Linked DNA regions of Ovis aries: region 2 is linked to region 1. A link is a contact called in public Hi-C data. All regions are on one chromosome and are shown on one strand. The core of a region is the stretch at or near the end of the contact, and the rest is flanking DNA. Distances in the headings are between cores, read along the strand shown. Region 1 overlaps LOC105614728 (tubulin alpha-1C chain). Region 2 holds the start of LOC101119975 (tubulin alpha-1A chain).

The links. Hi-C and Micro-C count contacts between places; a contact is called where the count stands out from the background.
Region 2: a contact with region 1 is called in a Hi-C map of hypothalamus, with 2.9 times the contacts expected there. The contact joins the promoter of LOC101119975 here to the enhancer-like site in region 1. A contact is called at or near these places in 8 of 16 Hi-C or Micro-C datasets (blood, hypothalamus, muscle and 3 more).

The regions. Positions count from the first base shown.
Region 1 is chr3:137,024,630-137,028,760 of ARS-UI_Ramb_v3.0, reverse strand. All of the region lies in intron 3 of LOC105614728 (tubulin alpha-1C chain), which reads left to right. It overlaps LOC114113988 (a long non-coding RNA gene), which reads right to left. Exons shown (of 4, transcript XR_009600228.1): 3 at 1,681-4,131. Among named protein-coding and RNA genes, the nearest start is that of PRPH, 82 kb to the right of the region's middle. Within about 2 kb of position 2,775, at least 38 of the 54 cell types and tissues checked have an H3K27ac peak or open chromatin away from gene starts, as enhancers often do. A contact at or near this core is called in hypothalamus, where this site is marked.
Region 2 is chr3:137,066,770-137,071,028 of ARS-UI_Ramb_v3.0, reverse strand. It overlaps LOC101119975 (tubulin alpha-1A chain), which reads right to left and starts at 1,715. Exons shown (of 4, transcript XM_027967377.2): 1 at 1,106-1,715. It overlaps LOC105614728 (tubulin alpha-1C chain), which reads left to right and starts at 1,420. Exons shown (of 8, transcript XM_042246769.1): 1 at 1,420-1,861.

The sequences.
Region 1 (4,131 bases), core at 1,526-4,025:
AACCTTTCATTTTCTAACAGTATCACTTGTTTCTTTTCTGTCCTTTTTTCTCTTATATACACATTAATTTAATAAAAAGATAACAAAGAAGTCTGCCAATACTGTGCACCTCAGCCTGGACCCAGTCCTCTCTCCGGATAAACCTATTATCAATTTGAGGTGTAACCAGTTGTTTCCTGTGTGTGTTTGCATAGATGTGTGTATATTCGTATTATACTGTTTCGTATCTAAAACATAAATGGCACCATGGTTGTACTTTTTATTCTACAGCTTGCTCACCTTTCTTTCTTTTTTTAACTTACTATGCCTTGTGGAGATCTTTTCTTAGCCACGTATTTAAATCTAATTCATTCTTTTCGTTACATCACATAGCATTTCCTTTTACTGTTTCCTCTCTACCTTGCCTTAGCTTTTGAAATGGCTTATTCCATAGTGAGTCAACATTTAATTGTATCTGCATTTATGGGACAAGTAGAGACAAGCATAAGCTTTACGGCTCACTGGAGTGTTAGTAAAAGAGGAAAGAAACATAAGAACTCATACCAACACTCTCAGTGGAGGTGAGATGCTTAGGGCAAGGACAGTGTTATCAGATTTGTTGCCTCTCAGCTAAGAAGTTTAGCATTTACTTTTTAAAAAATCAGCCTGTTCTCCAGAGATATATTCCTTATATATAAGAGACAATAGCAACATACTTGACAGTGCTATGGGGATTAAATGAGATAACATATAGGAAAGAACATCAAAACCACGCAAACTGAAATGTGTACGTTATGAACTGTGTTTGCTTACTTTCCTCCCTCTCTCCCTCCCACTCCAGATATTATGCTATGAGGCAGCCCCTCAAAGAAGGTAGTAAATGGAACTAGAAGTGTCGTTATTAGATACTCTGGAGCAGGAATGTACTTCAGAGCATGCACCTTGGAGCTGGATCTCTCTCTAGATTCAAGTCCCTGATGTGACTCTCTATTAGTTGTGTGGCTTGAATAATATCTTGTCATATGTAAAATAGCGATAGTAATAATAATAAACCAAGCCTGTTGGGCTGCGGTGAGGTTTAAATGAGGTGATTTGTGTGACGTATTCACACAGTTTCTGGTCTAGGAAAGTCAGCTGCCGTGGTCATTATCAGAGAAGCTGCAGCATCCCCACTTGCATTTTCTGTCCACAGAGTACCACTAGCCATTTTCTTCAGGGTGACAAAAAAGGCAGGCCTAATCTCAGGATTAAAGCACAGCACATATATATATATATATATATATATATATATATATGTGTGTGTGTGTGTGTGTGTGTGTGTGTGTGTGTGTGTATATATATATTTTAAGATAGAATTCCCTGAGCACCTACTGTCTAATACCTGCTGGCCACACTGCAAAACATAAAGGAAGTGCAAGCAAGACATGGCTCTTGCCCCCAAAGTGCTTATTAGTTGTTAAATTGCAATGCCTTAATGTATGAGCTTAACACTGGAAAGACCTTTGAATCGGTCAGATGAAAGGCATTCTGTAATATACCCTCTGGGTAACAGGTAATAACCTAAACACAGGGTAGTATTATGACTATACATGTCCAGTGCTATTTTATCCAATTTTTCTGTTAATTACAAAGGTATATATAATCCTTTAACACCTGCTCATTCGTTTCTTGTCTAGCTTCAGAATCATTTTAGAAGCTTACCTGTAGAACTTGGGCCATCAGATCACGTACTTACACTGGGCTGCTTCCCTGGCTGGAGGTTGTTCTCACTTCCTCGCTTCCTGAATACAAATGTGCAGATATTCTGTTACTCTGGACAAAATACCTGACATTTAGTGAGTACATAAAATCCCCAAAAGTTGGAATTGTCTTAAAGAGCCTGAGGATGCCACTTGAAGGGACCGAAGGTACTTTATTTTGGGAGGAAATGAACCTATAGCATTTCCAAAATATTAGGCTAGCCCTCAGCCCATTAAGCTTCCTCTGACCAACAGAGCCCATTTTCAAACAGAAATTCCAACTGGATATAAAAGGCCACCTCAGCTGTCAAGCACGGAAGCCATGTGTAGCTTTGGTTTAAGAATCAGTCCAGGGAGAAGATGCTCTGAGTGCCTGGGGTGTGGCAGGCCTATTCCTGATACAAGAACAAACATCCTTTCTCTTAATTCCACACATAAGTCAGACAATACTGAATGTCTTTATCTTTAAAGGAGCTATATTAAATCATTCTTATGAGAAAAAAAATCACTTGTAATATAAAAAAGTGTGACTTCTCAGAGAGCCCTTATTTCTTAGCAGACAAAGGAATATGCTCATTAAATCATACCTGTGAGGAAGAAATTATTAAGAATAGAGTGCACGACATCTATTATTAGGTTGAGAAGGATTCAAAGCACTGTCTCTATTACCCCTTTCTGAAGATGACCTTTCTTTATATTTTTATTTGATAAGGAGGGGCATCTTTTTGAAATTTTTGCCTAGAAACCCAGAATAAAACTTACAGCGTGTTAGAATTGTAATGAGTTTGCCCCTGCATTTCACAGTCAGAGTTCAGGGCTCTGAAAAATATGCTGTCCAAATTTTTATTGGGAATTAACATTTTTTCGCCTTCCTCTGAGAGATGAAAGCAGCTGGTTATGAGACTTAAGAGAGAGCCTATTTTCCAAGGAAGAACAAAGAGAAAGCAGGCACCCCTCCCCCTCGGAAAAGCCACTTTGCCTTGTCGGAGCCGACTGCTTCTGAGGACTGTGACAGGAGAGGCTCAGAGCTGTGTCCCTGCCGACTGGTTTACTAACGCATGGTTCAGCAGTCCTGGGGATGGGGAAGTGTGTGCCCACGCGGTGTTAATGTTATCAGCTGCCCTGTTCCTGCGTCCTCTCCCCAAGGACACTTTTGTAACACTGAGGGAGACAGCTCCTCCTTTATTTCTGTTTCTCTGCAGATAAACAATCGTCAGGCATGTCTTGGACCCTGTCCCTGACTCAGTCAAGTTACTGTATATCCATTACTCTTCTTTGTACTCCAGACACTGTGCTCTCAGTGTTCCTTTGGTTGGATCCAGATTGTGAAGGCTACAGTAGTCATAAACAGGACTTGGGGGCCCAGCTTTCCTTCTTTCTGGACCCTCATGAAGCTTCTCCTTCAGTCAGGTTCCTAATTTCTGGTGCTAATGCTCAAAAGAGAGGGCCTGCTTTGAACCAGAGCCTATAATAAATGCCTGCAGCTATGCCTTGATGGGAGATGGAAATTTTCATGTCAAGAGAACATCGATCTGATAAACAGCATGACTAATCTAAATAAAATTGTCCACCTATGGGTCTTCACTCCCTTAAAAGAAGACATAGAGGGGTGTACAACTCTTAGGCTTAATGCACTGAATCTCTGCAAGTAGAAGGGAGGAGAAGGTTATTAGCACACCGTCTGGGCAAAGTGAAGGACAGGGCTCTGTAGGGGAAAGCATCAGCTTAATGAAGGGCAACCTAAAACTCTATACAGCATAAAAGGAAGGAGGCTGCGCTTTGGCATCATCTTGCAGGTTAACAGTTCCCAACAATCGCGCTGGGTCAGGAGCAGAAACGCAACCGTCATCTTCTATCCGCCGGCTTCAGCCATAGGGGGAGAAAGGTGGTACCACACTTTTCTCCCAGTGGATGACGATGACGTATTCTAGGCCGATGACTGCGGAGGCTCCTGTCAAATGAGTGAAGAGAAAAAGGAAGTGGGGAGAGGAGGAGGGACTCTAGAAATGAAACTGCAACAACCCTGGAATAAAAATGAGGGGCCATAATGAGAAATGATAAGCACAATCACCTTGAAATTCAACCTTCTGCCCGTTTTTTTCCAATTTGCTTCTGATCACCTCTTTTATTATTTTGTAAATAAAGCAGGGTGGGATAAATGAAAGAGAGCACCTATAGGGTTCTATTTTTCACTCTCCTTTATGAATTGCTTTAAATAACAATTATACCATAATAATAAAATCCACCATTTTTGGCTTTAGGAAGTGTTAACAACAGTGAAGGTCTTTGAAACACTGTGTTCCCAAACCACAACGGGCCTCTAAGATTTCTCTTCTCTACAGAAAGACTTATCCGGTTGTGCCCATTACATTCAGCTTTGTTGGGGAAGGGGCATAACGTGCAGCATCTTGAC
Region 2 (4,259 bases), core at 466-2,965, 43 kb before region 1:
TCAATATGGACATCTGTACTGCAGCTGAGGCTAGAAGCCACACCCTTCTGCAGTCTGTCTGCAGAATCCATCAGTATTAGGGGGTAGAAGCTAAACAAGGACTGTCTCCTGCACTGCTGCATTTGCTGTGCCTGGTGCCAGCCTGTACTGTCTGCTACATTATTTAACAGAGCAAGCTCTATTTCCAGCAACTGCCTACATGATCTCATTGTGCTATCTGCCAGTTTTCCTCTTCTGACCCAGCCTGGGACCATATGCCTAAACTGAAATGAATTCATGAAGATGCACTAGAACAAAAGACAGCTACACAAAGTATAAGTCTTCTTTGTCTGCAGCATTTTCATTATTTAAAAAAGTTTTCCCAGAATCTTCTCCTCTGCAAAAAACTGAAAAAGTATTAGTATCTTTAAAACAACAGTTCCTAAACTAGAAATAAATAGAACATGAAAAGCTACCAAGCTTAAAGCCCAGTGAAATAATTAAATATTTATATAAAACAACAAAATAATGTTTTCATTCTGAAATTTCGTACCCACCACAGAATACTCATGCTCATTACATTCAGTAGAGTGTCCCCTCCGTAGCCTTTACGGTTACAACTTCCTTTGTCTGTCCATTGTCTAGTCACTGACAAACGGGGGCTGGGGGCGGGGAAGGGCGTTTCCCTGGGTCCTCTGCATTAGAGCACCCTGGCTCACAAAATCGGCTTTTTCTCTCGCTGAACATGCGATCAAGACAGACACACAGGAGTCAGCCAGGGCGGGGCGGCCCCAGACCAGACGTTAAAGGGCTTGTCATGTGAACTGTGACTTTGCTCCTCAAAAAAAAAAAAAATCTAAGTTTTGACAGTGAATGAAAAACCTTTTAACGCCTACGGTTCTGTAAAGATGAAAGGCTTGTTAAAAGTCTTTCTGACAGAGGAGGCTTAGTGAGGACGAACCCCTCCCAGCGGCTCCAAGGCGAGAGAAGCAGAAACAAACAACTCCGCCCCTGCGCCGCCTCGACGCCGGCCGCCACAGAAACTAACCATTTTGCCTGTTAATACATGGGTGTCTTTCTAAAACACCAACGAACTGGCGAGGGATCCTTTTTTTTTAATACTAACCTCAGGCTCCGCTTTGTCCCTTTCCTTCTCTCCCCGAGTCTTCTTCCCAGCTACACCCACCGACCCCCGTCTTTTCGGTCGACGAATCCTCTCCCTGTCCCTGGGGAACAACGCGAGGAAGGGCTTCTCCGAGTCACACGACTATCGTGCGCACACGGGGGCCGAGCAGGCGACGCCAAGACCGCCCTGCCTGCCCCAGCCCCTTTCTTGACCGACAGATGGGCTGCTGCACGCGGCTGCCAGGGACTTGGGTAACAAAACCTCCCTAGGCGCCGCCTTTGTTCCCCCTCACTGCTCAGCCGCGCCCTGGACTCAGTCGTGGTGGGGCTCCTGCACCCCGCACTGCGGCGGGGAGTCCGGCCGCAGACAAAGCCAAAACTCGCAAATAAAATGTAAAGCTACTCTTACCCATCGAGTTGTAAAGGACAAAGGTTTTAAGATTTTCCAAGGAGACCCTGGGGAGGCTGACCCCACCCAGCGTCACAAAGAGCCGGAGGAGACACTCTTACCATAGTTGCTGTTTTGCGGCTGCCGAGCAGATGGCGGAGAGGAGAAGAGGTTGTTACTTCTTACAGCGCGACTCTTAGGCGGTCGATGTAAGAGAACCTGCGGCACATGGGCGTCTGAGGCTCCCTATATACAACTCGGTCACCATGGGGATGGGCTGGGGCCTTTTCCTGTTGGTCCAGACCCCTCAATCTGCCCAGAGGAGCCGCGACAGAAGAGTGGTGATTGGTGCATGCGACATGGGATGAGGTAATCTCTCCCCCACCCCTTTTCCCCTAGCATCCATAGACTGCTTGCATCCTTCAGACAAAGAGACCGAGCAAAAACAGTCAGCCGAGCATCCATTACGGGGTGGGGTTGGGAAGGGGTGGGGGGAGGGAGGGAAAGAGAACTGGAGTTGGGTGACTTTATATTGTTTAAACCTCAAACTGCTGTTAAAATCATCAATGTAAAGGTTTTCCTCCCAGCATTTAATCGCAGAATTTGAGATGAAATATTTTAATAGAAAATTACTTTCAGCTTCTCCCTCAGAGTGTGCTAAACCCACATTTGGTGAAGATTCAGTATCTCTAGTGCTTTAAAAATAAAGTAGAAGAGAAGATGGGAATGATGCTTAAAATGGCTTGGGTAAATGTGTTTTGTTTTGTTTTGTTTTTTTAATTAAAAAATTATTCAATAACCATCCAAAATGGTTTCTCAGGTTCAAGTAATTTTTTTTCAGACCTTCTTTTGCCACCCTCTCCCTAAAAGCTAAACAAAAACACTAGATGAAAAGAACAATCAATCTATGGAAGCACACAAGTAGTTCTAACATGAAGATAATTCAGATCTAATGAACACACCATACTTACTCTACTGGAAATATTCCAGAAGTCTATGTTAATATATTTTATGTCGTGTATTGTTGCTTAAAATGATCATCTTTTCTAATATAGAATTGAGAAAATACAAGGAGAGAGAATTGAGTTTAGACGCTAGTACTACCTGTGCATGCAGTTATATTCTGCATTGTTCTCTCTTCTGGAAAGAGAAAATTACTGGGATACCACATTAGAAAGGAAGAGAGTTGTATAGTGTGAAAAAGAAGACTATTTTGTAATATTGTCTCCTTCCGTAGACAACTGTGTAGATGTCACCTCAATAACTGCATTTTTTTTTAATGTAAATCTTATGTGAATTCAGTAAATTCTCCTCCTCTAAGATTGGGCTTCAAACTGTGGGAATTGTAGCCAGCCTCATACAGCTGCTATTCAGTCAGAGACACTGGTGGTTGCTCAACTGCCTCTTGGGACAAAAGGCTTTGCTTAAGGAAGTGGAGTGCAGTAACATTCTTTTGCTACTCAGAAAGCTTCCATTATCAACAAGGATGTACAGTGCAGAATATGCCTCTGGACTGGGTACCATTTGACGTTGCTAATGAAATTTCAGAGGTAAAGAGGTTTGCTGTGGCCCCTGAAGTTGAAAATATGCATTTTGGCAGATAATTTTTCCTTTTGGCTTTTAGCAAGAGATTTTCAGGGTCGGCAGCACCATTTATAGTGCTCTGCAGAATCCATTCATTCCTGCTGGGCTGGCAGGCAGTGCTTGGGCGTGGGAGGGAGGGACTTGAGACAGCTGCTGCAGGTTGTGCTGTGACAGTGGCAGCCATGGATTTTTCTAGCCTGCCAGCCCCAGCTCTGCTTTACTTGTTCAAATTTGCTGCAGTAGTGTTCTCTAGGAAAAAACAAGCCCTGACACAAGTAATTCTACCTATTTCTTGCGTATTTTATAGGAAAAATAGTCTCTATTATCTTATCTTTATACATCCCTTTTGCAAATAGAAGTATATTTCAGTAAAGAGACAGAGGATTAAGGATGACTTGGAGCTTTTTTTTCCTCAATCCAGAGATACACTTAACGAAAATAGGAATTAAATGTCATAGGGAAGTATAAGGATTAATAAGTAGCTCATTGAAAATACTTCTTTCAAAAATTTAATAGTGAAATAAATCACACACTTTTGGATCATGATACAGTATAAAAATCTCCTTTTTTGGAATGAGAGACACCATTTTGAATTTGATTATCTTTATAATATGAAAGAAATATGTCATTTCCCCAACAGCCTCCATTCTTTATGCAATTTACAGAGGATTCAATAAGAGAGGGGCGGGTTCATGCAATTGATTCTTTGTAATTCTATCTCAGAAACATTCATGAAATGCAGCTTTTTTCCCCCCTCCTCTTGGCCATAAGTAACAGTAAGATCTAGGTCAGAAATCAAATATATGAATACCGTTAATCTTAAATATATAAATGGAAAAGGAGGGGAAATAATAATCTATTATTTTTGTTCCTCATTATCTGGCTTAATAGCATGCAAACTATGGGAAACAAAAAACATTTTTTTACTAGATCATTTTTTATATTTACTGTCAACTTTAACTTACATCAGCATGCATGTATAAATATTCTACTAATGTATTATTTCTCGTCGACAGTAAAATTAGCATAAAACATTTTTCTTTCATAGTATTTTTGGAATTTAAATTATTTATTGGATGGTCTGTATCTCTCCTCCATTACAATGTGAATCTGAGTCCTTGACAAATTGCCTAGCATATGGTAGTCATTATATACATGTTTGTTGAATTAAATGAATGATTTC